Linked DNA regions of Zea mays: region 2 is linked to region 1. A link is a contact called in public Hi-C data. All regions are on one chromosome and are shown on one strand. Each heading gives the region's core, a stretch centred on a gene start, on an enhancer-like site or on the middle of the called end of the contact. The rest is flanking DNA. Distances are from core to core; before and after follow the strand shown.

Region 1 (6,253 bases), core at 999-3,498:
AGTGGAGTCTATTTACTTGCTATATTTTTTGTCACACCATAGCTGGCTTTGGGAGCAGAAAACTTTTCAGTGAATGACCCAACGAACATATTTTATTTGTCTTTGAGAACATCTTTAATCTTTTATTTTCATCTGGACAGAATTCTTAGTTCATTTGGCTGACATATTAGAGAATCTATAACTACTGAATGGTCTGTTTTTCGATAAAATCTATTGCAAACAATCGCTACTATCAACTGAAATTATATTATAAGCATGCATATGTATTTATGATCGATAATTATCCTGTCTTATACTAAAATATTTTGCTTACTTCAGAAGAGGCAAGTATATTATGCAGCACTGATTTGACTTGTCTACCTGATGAACTGTCCGGCTATCAACTTCAAGGCGTCTCCTTCGGGGATATAGGACTGAATAGCATCGATTTAATCCAGTGCAATGATACAATGGTACTACCTGGACTGCAGAATAACTGGTATGATGATCTAGATTTTAGCAATGAAACTATGGAGTTCCCGTTGCTAGACGGAGGTCTGTTTGCATAAATGCCTCAGCGGGCCCTATATTTTGATCATGTCCTTATGTGAGTTCTTTGGTATGTTCCCGTATAGTGCCTCCTGTAGGGCTATACTAATCTAACTTTATCATGTGGTGGAAGGGTTTAATTTGTAGTCTCTCCACTTTTGATAATTGTCTGTATTATAGACCGTGGCACCGTGCCATGGTACAATGACTGCAATATATACTCTTCACAATGATCAAAACTACATATGAAGACTGTCAATTTTTTGCCTCGAACAACTGACTTTTGCAGTAAATTCTTACTCTGATGCAGCATTGCACATATGTGAGACTTATAAATTTCACTGAAAATTTTTAGTATGAGGACTCCTACAGGGGCTGCAGAATGTGAAGCTATTTGTTGATCTAACCTGAAAAAAATTATATATGTGAAGGTGGTAGTGATACGGCTGTATGCAGAGTTGTAGTGCAGTTCAGATGCAGAGATAGACCGTCATGCACGGCCGGGTGTGGCCGAGAGCCTCGGCCATGGCGGAGGCGCTCTGGTCTGGCAACCGCGACGCGTCGGGCAGGAAGCGGTACGCCAAGGCGACTGACCGGCTCATCGACTGGCGGCAGCGCATGGTCGGGAGTGGGGTCCGGGCCGAGCCCATCCAGTCGCTTTGGTGCCGAACACGACCCGGTGGGACGCCCGCTTAGCGGCAGAGTCGGGTGGAGGCGGTGACAGGTGCGCGATCAGGAGGAGGCGGTGGTAGGGGCGCGCTGGGGAGGAGGGCGAGGTCAGCATGGGCGTGGTGGTAGGGAGGCAGCAGATCCAGCGTGCAGACTGCAGAGACGACGTGTGTGAGGGAGAGGTGGGAAGGGAGAGTGAGGGTGAGGACGAACCGACGAATTCTCAAAGGTACTCGTGGAGCGCGACGAGCGAGCCGAAGGTGATGGCGGTGTCGGAGCAGACGGCGTCGAAGAAGGGCCACAGCGTGGCGGCGGGGACCGCGGCGGCGGGGAGGGAGAGGGGGAGAAGGTGAGGCGGCGGAGTGTGCGGAGGGAGGTGGATGGGAGAGGATAGAGACAGTGCACGGTGAGAGAGATGACGTGTGAGGGCATGGACGCACGTTACCTCTCAGAGCTAAAATGAGTATTTTTTCGGGTCCGAGCCGTCGGGCACGCGTCGGCAAGCACGCGGCCGAGTGCCCGCGAAACGCGGGGAGAGCTCCAAACGGCTTCAGGTTTTAATAACTTAGATTCATAAAGATTTAGAATTTTTATTCCATATCGAGTGCTTAAACTTGATAACATTATACAATATTTTTTTATCATATAATATTGATGAATTGATCGACCCCCCTTATATCGTAATCCTGGATCCACCTCTGCCCCGATGAGAAATAAACAGGTGTACAAAAATACACAAATGTGATTCAGTAAAAATTGTATAAAATGACGTATTCCAAATCTAAGAAGTGACAACTCACACAAAAAAGTATTATGAGAAAAAAAATTGGCATCACGTGTACTTTCCAATTTGAAGATCTCATTTTACGTCCAACTTGCCGCGTCAAATGGTACTATTTGAATTCTTTGATTAATTTCCAAGCCAGAGAATGTGGTTTATAAAAATATTAAATTGCCCATGTGAAAATTCGATAAAATAAATCATCATGGTGTGTGCTTCCTTTTACAAATCCAGAGATGCAATTGCAATTTGCAAGGAAAGTGTAGGTGTTTGCCACTCGCACCGTTCGTATATCACTCTCCCCATCTTATCGCAACGGCACCCATCGCACGCACTCCTCATCTTATCCCCCGCCTCCTCCGGTCCTCCCGCCGCTGTTGCTCACTTCTGAGTCCCGACGCACGAGCTCCCAAGAGCTAGCCATGGCGTCCACCACCCTCTCCTCCGCCTTCACCCTCCTCTCCCGCCCCTCCACCTCCCCGTGCCCCGCCGCCTCGCTCCCGAGGTCCTCCCACGCCGCGCCCCACATCCGCCGGGGCCGCCGCGCCGTCGCCGTCGCGTGCACCGCCACCGAGTCCCCCAAGATCCTGGAGCTCGGGGACGCCATCGCCGGGCTCACGCTCGAGGAGGCCCGCAGCCTCGTCGACCACCTCCAGGAGCGGCTCGGCGTCACCGCCGCGGCCTTCGCGCCGGCCGCCGTCGTCGCGGCGCCCGGGGCGGGCGGCGGGGCCGCGGCCGAGGAGGAGGCCCCCGTCGAGAAGACGGAGTTCGACGTGATGATCGAAGAGGTGCCCAGCAGCGCGCGTATCGCCACTATCAAGGTGGTGCGCGCGCTCACCAGCCTCGCGCTCAAGGAGGCCAAGGACCTTATCGAGGGTCTCCCCAAGAAGGTCAAAGAGGCCGTCAGCAAGGACGAGGCCGAGGACGCCAAGAAGCAGCTCGAGGAGGTCGGCGCCAAGGTGTCTATCGCGTGACACTAGGTATACGAGTACTCCTTTTTTTTCTTTAGTTTCTTTTGTTTGCATCCCCAATCTCTTGTATCCCCACTGTTGTTCGTAAGGAATTGCTGTTTCATGATATGAGATTTGTGTATGTGTCGATTCACTAGCTTGTATGTGCGTGATATATCTCTGCCTTGAATTGGCAGTGAATGTGATCTGCTCGAAACTGGTAATGTGTATTTGCCTTCTTGGCACTATCATTAATTCATGATGGTGGACAAATGGACATTTTGCTTTCCTTGTAAGTGCATGTTCTGTTCCTTGCCATTTTGCTAGCAGTCTTTGTAGTGGTTTCCATTGTGCATTTTTATACTGTTAGCTAGTTTGTGAACCCTACTTTTTCAAGGGATTTTTATTTTCCCAAGAAATATTAGTTCATTTTTCTTTGTAAAAATAGAAATCACTCGAGAAAATAGTGGGAGGGGGGTTGAGTGGAAATCATACTGAGTGTTCAAGTTGCAGTTCTATTACACCATTTCGCACATCACTTTATCGATTCTCATCAGATTCTAGTTTCACTTAAGAGAACATTTTTAGTGAAGAATACATGAGCAGCTGAATTGGGGGTTGAACGTTAGTGGTACCCCGTTATTCATGAAACCGGTTGTCATACGAACTGTCTGTAAGTTGCTGATGTTCTGAATATCTCCAGGCCTTAGTTCTAGGTTAGGGGGTGTTTGGTTTCTAGGGACTAATGTTTAGTCCCTAGATTTTATTCCATTTTAGTTCCAAAATTACCAAATATAGAAACTAAAACTTTATTTTAGTTTCTATATTTAGCAATTTATACACAAAAAAGGAATAAAATAAAGGGACTAAACATTAGTCCCTAGAAACTAAACACCCCCTTAGTCTGTTTGAATTTGGGATGTGTTGGCGCAGATCCGGACGTCAAACACTGGAAGATGAACCGTCTGGCGATGCTCTCTACGCGGTACGGACGATCCGTGGCTCTGGGCCGGACGGTCTGCGACATAAGCGCAGGAGTAGCGCCTTTCCTGCACGCTTCCGGACGGTCCACGCCTGGGTCCGGACTGTCTGTGATGCCGTCGGGTCGTCTTCCTCCTCGCAGGAACCTAGATCTCGTCCCCTAGGGGAGATCTTAGGGTGCTCCGGGTCAGTAGGTCACCTAGAGCGTCTCCAGACTACGTAAAGTCGTCTAGAGCACTCGATTTCACTCTGAGAGAATCGGATCTTGAATTAAGAAGAACTTGAGTGTAGTGGATCTTGCCCCCGATGGGGTAAGGTCCTTGGGTTGTCTTAGAGTCGGCAGACCACCAAGACGGATCTAGACGACGTAGAGTCGAATAGAGATAAAGGTAGATATTGGAAAAGCTATAACTAGGACTATGCTACATTTATTCCTAGGGCCGAACCGTCCGTCACTTTTGGTGTTTAACACATGCCCCCTGTCTTTTGGTCTTTTGGTGGAGCTTGGCGAACCAAAAGCATCAACGTACTTTGAAAATAATAGATCTCATGAGTTATTTTGTTCCCGAAGTAAGGACTCAGTTGGACGCAAGTCATCGGCTTGTAATTAGATAATATAAATATTTGATACAACTTTGATGCATAGAAACCGTTTCGGATTGTATCTTCTTTGGCCATGTCTGCCTGACCAACATGTCAATAAGCAAAAACTTGTGATGGCCTCCAACCCGAATAGGCAAACGGATTAGGCCAGTCATACAGATTCATCATTGTACCAAGCCACACTTGAGTAGGACAACGTATCGAGGATGGATAGATTGGGAAACACCATGCCTTTATGGAGGAATATGATCGGACGATCTTGGTTGCGCTACCTTTTAGGCCGATTTAGTTGGTCTTTGCTTTGTTTTTTATTGGTCGGTTTTGTGGAATGACATTCTTTGTATATTTAGCAAGCAACTGATTAAAAATAGAGTGAACTCTACCGAGTCGGTCAAACGTCTTGAAAGTGTTTTGCTTTCTAATACATGTTTTAGAACTTTATAGTCTAAAGGTCTGAGATTATTGTTACTCCTAATCGTATCCACACGGTCCAACCTTCATAGCCAAACTATCCACACCTGTCTACGCCTATCCGGCATTAGTACCTAGACCGTCCGACGTATATAGGACATAAAGTTGTCCAGCATTAGTACCTAGACCGTCCGACGTATACAGGACATAAAATGGTAGTAATAGATTTCACTTTGCATTACTTTGGCTAGCTATTCGTCAATCGTCAACCTATACTGCCGGAATGCCAATACCAACAGTAACATTCTTGCAAAAAGAAAGTACCATGATATCACAAATTCCAGAAACAGCTCCTGTAAATCCACATAGTACTTTCTTCTAATTCTACGATGACAGCAAATTTATTTGAAATCAGTCGTCACCATCCTTAAAACAGTTGAGCCACATGCCGCACTACCACACTTCGTGAACATTACACACAATCCCTCGCCTCACAAACAGAATCATTTATCTTTGGCAATATGCGGCGGATAGTCATGGACTGAGAAACGTATCAGCACAATATACTTCACGGCAGAACCTTTCATGCTTCAGCAGCCTTCTCTGAAGGGCTGTCTTCACCCTTCTGCCCCATCTTCGACTTCTTGGCTTCGTAGTCTTTTACAGCAGCTTTAATCGCATCCTCGGCAAGCATGCTGCAATGGAGCTTTACTGGTGGAAGGGACAAGTGCTTCGCGATCTCCCTGGAAAAGAGTAACACAACAAGTTACAGTGGTCTTTGCTAAGGGATTCTGATAGTGCCCAGAAAAATCTCAACAACCAAACCCTAAAAATACAGCGAGGGTGAGAAGGTAAATGAAGGAATTCGTCTTTTTCTAAAAAAAGGGAGTATAAGACCATAAGTCACATCCTCTAAAGGAATAAGCACATGTAGCATTTCTGATTACTGAAACTCAAACAATGTCAGATGTGCCATAATATTACTGAATAGGAACTTTAGAAACTAACATATCAGATAATCTTCTGTCACTCCCAAGAACAAGGGAGAAAATTAAAATGATTATTACCCCCCTGATAGCTGAAAAAAGATCATTTCATTGTAACTCAAAGAACCCATCAAAACGGAATGAGACATCATTAAGAAATACTAATCATGCTTAACCAGATATTTTGTTATATAACAAAAAATAAAATCGAAGTATCGAATGGCCACCGAAGAGAGATATAAGCATATAACAACCAGTAAGTCTTCACGGATACAAACCGGTTCTCACACTGGTATTCACATTACAAAGAACAGCAAAGGAACTGAAAAACAGGGAGTGTGTGC
Region 2 (6,100 bases), core at 3,316-5,815, 140 kb before region 1:
AGAAAACTGCCGCTGAACCCACCTGTCAGGCGGCACGGGCGCGCGGCCTGGCTGGGTTGAATTGATTTTCTCTTTTTCCAAGGAATTTCTAATTTCTTTTCTTTTTTATTTTCTAGGGTTTTTAATTCAAATTCAAACCAAGTTTCAAATTCAAACTAATTCAAACATGTGCAACAATACAAAGAATATTTAAGCTCAACATGATACAACATTTCATGACTCATATTGTTTTGACAAAATAAATAAATAATCCCTCACTAATTAAGCTAAATCTACCCAAAAGGAAAAGAGAGAGAGAGAGAGTAACTAGAGAGAGATATAAGAGTAACACCTGAATTTGGTAGATAGTTAGAAAGAAATTTTATACCCCCAGATTCAGGGTGTTACAATAATATTGCGAGACTAGCCCTAAGAAAATACGTTAAGTCCCCACGTAGAGATAACCTAAGTCCCCACATAAAAATGGTAAAGTCTATTAATTTGATATAAATTTAGACATTATTTCAATGATTTTAGCCTGAAGATGTGTTGAAACAAAAAAGTGACGTGCTATAAAGTTATATATCTCTTCGAGCTCTACAATTTTCATATAAACTTTATCTTCATTCTATTTCATATGTAAAAGTTATGATTTTATAATTATATTATACAGAATCTGTATCCAAAAATGGGTATTTATACTATTCGTATCTGATACCCGACGAGTATACCCGACCTATTTTCACCCCTATGTTTAACCATGCAAAATCAACATAAGTAAAGTGCACATGGATTGATGGGCTGGGCAGCTGGTTGACTGGGTTGGGATGTTGGGAGGATCAGTGATTAAAAGGGTTGGGAGAGGCAAGGTCGATTGTTGGGTTTATTGTCCTTGAAATACATATCTAATTTTACTGGATGAATATTAGGTTCTACTTTCCCATACCAATACCCATATACTAAATATGGAATAATTTCTCCCAAATTTATACCCATAAGGACTAAAATATTCCCATTCCCTAACCCAAATAGGGGAAGCTAGTTTAGTAATCCTATTATTTGGAGTTATTTCTATTTTTATTTTTACTTAGAAAAATAGAGTTGGCAAAATAACTCTAACAAACTCACGGGTTATATGGTACTAGTAAATTGCTCGCGTTTCGCGCGAGTCTGTGCTCAATATGTCTACAGTTATAAAAGACAATTGAACTGGTCAGAACCTAAGAATCGAGTCATGTGAGTTTCATGTTTGCAGTGGGCTTTTGAGGCAGCTGATGGTAGCTGCCTAATAAAGTCTATATTTAGTACTCGTAATTGACATTCAAATATCTGATGTGACACCAACTAAACTTAAGTGCAGAGAACTAAAGATCCTCCTAGCAACCACTTCTCCCATTTAATACACTTCATGGAAACCTTACACAACTATGAGCAATCTCTACTACTTATTAAAGCTGCAATATTAGTCGGCCATTCCGCGTTCTGTCATTCCCTGTTCTGCCCATTCCGTGTTCTACCTTTTCGATTCCCTCCTCCCCGCACACAGTCCATTCCCAAGTTCTGCCACCATTCTATATCTATCATTCTCATTCTCCCTCCCCGCAAAGCCCATTCCCATTCCCCCGTACAGCCGACGCCTAGCTAAAATTTAAAAAACACACATGTCCAGAAGGAGATTCGAACCCACAACCTCTCAAACAAATGCTAGCAGTAGCTACCACTAAACCACATGTGTGTTTATGTCTACATATATAACAGAAAACACATCTACTAAATCTCTCCCCAAGTCCACCTGCTACCATTGCACAATGTGTGGTAGTAGATAAGTATCACCGAGATTATTGAATTATATTTTTGGATAGAGGGAGTAGTATTTAAAGAAGAGCCTTGCATGCCATTTCTTTTGTTTGAATAATGTTTTCAACTTAAATTCCTTTTTTGTATGCGTGACATTTATTCTTCGTAATATTTTTCCATGGATCTGACTTGTGAGTCAATTTTATAAACCAACGCCAAACATGAATCCATGTTTCTTACTTGGAAACCCGAACAAACATCATTAGCAGGAGGCACTCACGTTGGGGTCGCTCATCGACGACAAGAAGAAACTTGGCGACTGCCAGTTCGACCTCTAGAAAAAGTCCTACGTGGCCGCATGTGCCGCTATGTACGACAAGCTCCAGCGCCGCCGCCGCTTGGACACGGTGCACAGCGGCTGCTCCACGCTATCCATCGTCAAGCAGGGGGACCTCGTGGTCGTCGCCAACGTCGGCGACTCTCGGGTTGTTCTGGGCACCGCATTCGACGACAACACCATCACGTCGTCCAACTCATCGTCCACCTGAAGCCCAACTTGCCACGTAAGTCACTACTGACTGGCCATGAATTCTTGTGCGCTGAGACGATGGTCGTTTCTGACGTTGCATGAGTGTCCTCGAACACGATGTATGTAGAGGAGTAGCGCATCCGGTGGTGCAACGGCCAGGGGTACTACCTTGCTGATGAGCCCGGGGTGCACTTCGTTTTACAGCCCAGCCAAGAGTCATCAGTACTCGGTATGTCGCGCGCGTTCGACGACTACTATATCGAGGATTGTGGCGTCATCTTGGCGCTAGAGGTGATGCAGAGGAGGACCGACAACAATAACCAGTTCGTCATCCTCGCCACCGTTGGGGTAGCTTTTGTGCCGGCTTGCCTTTAATTTTCTTCGCAAACACACACTTGCCTTTTTGTTTAAGCAAAAGCGTATGGTGGTACGTGTCTGATGACAAACGATGCACGAGAGAATTTCTTCCGGTATGTGTGAAACGTGCTCTCCAATGATGAGACCATGCAAATCATGACATATATCGAAGTCAGCATGATACTGATGGTTGCAATGTAGTGGTGAAACAGATAGATTATAAATAACAAAATTTATGTATGGCCAGAATCACAAATTAATTTTGAAACATTTTCTCATAACAGTATAACACACATTTTGTATATAAGTTATCGTAGTATACTGGTATTATATATTCCCGTTGCAACGCATGGGCATTCAGCTAGTAATGTAGAAGAACATAATCCAAGCAATGATAAAAACATCATGCATAGTAAATGGTAACTGGTTTTCCACCACGTCAATAGGAACAACCATCAAAGCAAATTATTGTGAGTTGCATATCATTCAAGATGCTGAAGCCACCACTACTCGAATCGCGTAGAAATATCATGTATCCCCATAAATCTCGCTTAACAAACCCCCCCCCAAACATTGGGGTACTACGATGTCCGGCTTGAAGATCTTCACAAACCAACATTTCAATAGAAGACACATGGGGTACTACGACGTCCTGAATAAACTACGATTCTACTCCATATTTGCTCGGTGATACAAATATAGAGGTTCCAAAAATCTGAAGTAGCAGCTTCACGAACTTTTAGCGAACCAGGTTGCACAGCAGATTACCCAAACAAATAGCTCCTGTGCATGGACAAAAGTCATTGGCAATCCACTGCGACGTAACATCGAACAACTCATGCGCGTGGACCAAGCTATTGGCAAACGTGGCTAGATATGGCAATGGGTACCCGCTACCCGAAACCCGATGGGTTTTTGCTCTATTAGGGTATGAGTTTGGGTCAATTTCTCTACCCATAGGTTTGTTAATGGGTTCAAATAGAAACCCAACGGGGTACGTGGGCATGGGTTTGTTCTTCCACTACCCATACCCGCAAACCCATGAGTTTTTAAAACCCGCCTTAAAATTAACATTCCTTATAAATATGTCTCATAATATTATTAATTGAATATATTCTAATTCAAATAAACTTCATGTAACAAATTTTAGGCTAAAATTAGTTATCACTTGTTCCTTTATGCTAGCTTATTAATGTATTGATTGTCATTTACATGATGAATTATTTTTATGTTGATGTTAGTGGGTATGGGAAACCCGTTGGGTACCCGAAACCCGCATGGGTATGGGCTTGGGCAAAATTTTATACCCGTTATGGGTATGGATTTTTTAGCGGGCGTATTTTTTCTTCGCGGGTATGAGTTTGGGCAAGTAATACCCAACGGGTTTTTACCCATTGCCATCTCTAAACGTGGCAGAGTCTGCTTCCAGACGCCGCCACTGGCTGGAGGAGGAGCGGGAGGAGCAACAAGGCATTGTGAATTTGTGATCGTCACATTCCTAGAGACCTAGACGTCTGCTGCGCCATCACGGCAGCCCGACCCAGCGTCGCGGCCTCGACGGCGGCCCTGAGCCTCGCCATGGCCGCGACCTCTGACGCCCTCGCCACCTCAACGCTCGCGACCTCGGCATCGATGGTATCTTTGCGCTCATGTTTAATATATAGAAATCGAAATCGGATTCATTGACACCTCTATTTGAGGCGCAAACAACGGTGTCAATTTTACCCGCGGGTTCAGATATCCACGGATATCCGACCTGTCAGATTCGGGTACGAAATTTAACCTGTTGGTCTCACTCGTACCTGACCCGTAATAAAATCGGATCGGGTACGAGTTTTTATATTTCACCCGCGGATCCTAGCAGATATCCAAAATTAAAAGTACATGTATTTTCAGCTTACCAGAGACCGGCCCAATGATCCATCTTTATTTACCCAGAAACCCTAGTCTCTCACGCTCGCGGAGTCAGTCTCACCATCTCTCTCGGCCGACAGCCGGCCACCACCAGCCGCCAGTAGCAATAGCAAATTAGCAACCCGCCGAGCACCGACCTCTCCATAGTTCCTCTACGGCTCTACCGAGCAACCGCCGGCGTCGACCCTGCCGTCCAGGCCCGTCCTGCCGCGGTGCCGCCTGCGTCCCTGCCCCAGCCACCCGGCCGCCACCCGCCGCCGCCAGCGAGGAGCGAGTAGTAGCGACCCTGGTCCCTGCCGCCCTTGCGTTCGTGGCTCCCTGCCCAGTGCCCCTGCGTCAGCGTCACTGCACTCTCCGAGGTAGGAGCCGGCCACCGGAGTACCGGACAGATCCCAGGCTTCTACTGTCTGTCCCTCGCAGGCTCGCATGTATATTTTACAGTTGATGTCTCACTGATCTCAAATAGGTGGAGGTGGTTCTCAAATCTCAAGTCCATCCACGGCGCTACTACCCTCGCTGCAATGGAGTTGAGGAGGCCTGCATCCTCTCCTCTTGTCGACAACTACGTGGTAAATCTTCCAGCCCTATTCCGCACTTTGATCTCTCACTTGCACTATCTGTGCGGATCTGGTCATCACCTCACACTGCCCACCATGGTCAGGTACCTGGTGACGTCGTCCTGGACCTCTCTGAGATGAACAACCAGACCATTAAACTCGGCGCGGGTCTGCGTCAGGTAAGCCTATTCATGGTGGAATGTGGGAGCCGTTGTCTTTTGTGAGACTTAGTGGTTAGGGTTTAATGGGGTTTGTTTGGGCACGAGGCTTATTGGTGATTAAACGGGGTTTGTAGGAGTGTGACACCATCCAGGCGACTAGTGCTGGGAAGCTGCGGCAGTTGAAACCCAACAAGTATTGGATTGAAAACTCACAGAAAAGAGTAAGTTCGGTTTGGCTCTGCCGCTTTGTCAAGATACTTGTTAAGTATTTTATTATCACTGCTGTAGGATGTCGGTTGAATAGATAATTCATATTATGTGTCCCTTTTTGTGGAAAACTGCAAAATCCTGAACTAATATGTTAGCCTAATGTGAACTGAGTATGTTGAATCAGTGGAATGAAAGTTCCATCACTAATGCTTAATGCTCCGTTTGCATGTTGATATTGGAGGGCATGGAATTGAACTGGGTTGAATACCGAATCAGCCATGGTATTGAAATGAGATGCAATTTCAATTCTATTGTTTCGATGTCACCGTATTGTAGTTTGGAATTGTGTGGCCTATATCCACGAATAAAGAGGGGTGACTCTATATTAGGAGAGGGAGTTTCCAGTCATAATCCAATTCCAGGGAATTAGGTCTCTGATTCCAAATCTCATTTCCATGTGCAATCAAAAAACAAAATTTAGGAAAGCTGATTTTAATTCCCTATTCCGTTCACCAATATCTACATCCGAACGTGGTCATTGCCACATTTATCTTTTACCGATTGACTATGTTATTGCCATTTTAATGATTTTTTGG

What was found. Hi-C and Micro-C count contacts between places; a contact is called where the count stands out from the background.
Region 2: a Hi-C map of ear shows a contact between it and region 1, with 2.2 times the contacts expected there. The contact joins the promoter of LOC103651400 here to the promoter of LOC100277261 in region 1. A contact is called at or near these places in 2 of 25 Hi-C or Micro-C datasets (ear and leaf).

What each region holds. Positions count from the first base shown.
Region 1 is chr3:217,349,137-217,355,389 of Zm-B73-REFERENCE-NAM-5.0, reverse strand. LOC100277261 (50S ribosomal protein L12, chloroplastic) reads left to right here and starts at 2,248. Exons shown (of 1, transcript XM_008677031.4): 1 at 2,248-3,224. The coding sequence starts at 2,401. The coding sequence ends at 2,952. LOC103651397 (a long non-coding RNA gene) reads right to left here and starts at 1,628. Exons shown (of 3, transcript XR_002268220.3): 1 at 1,411-1,628; 2 at 1-464. LOC100280542 (nifU-like N-terminal domain-containing protein) reads right to left here. Exons shown (of 3, transcript NM_001153461.2): 3 at 5,208-5,666. The coding sequence ends at 5,507.
Region 2 is chr3:217,492,969-217,499,068 of Zm-B73-REFERENCE-NAM-5.0, reverse strand. LOC103651400 (putative exosome complex component rrp40) reads left to right here and starts at 4,565. Exons shown (of 10, transcript NM_001301497.2): 1 at 4,565-4,935; 2 at 5,043-5,145; 3 at 5,238-5,312; 4 at 5,429-5,515. The coding sequence starts at 5,098.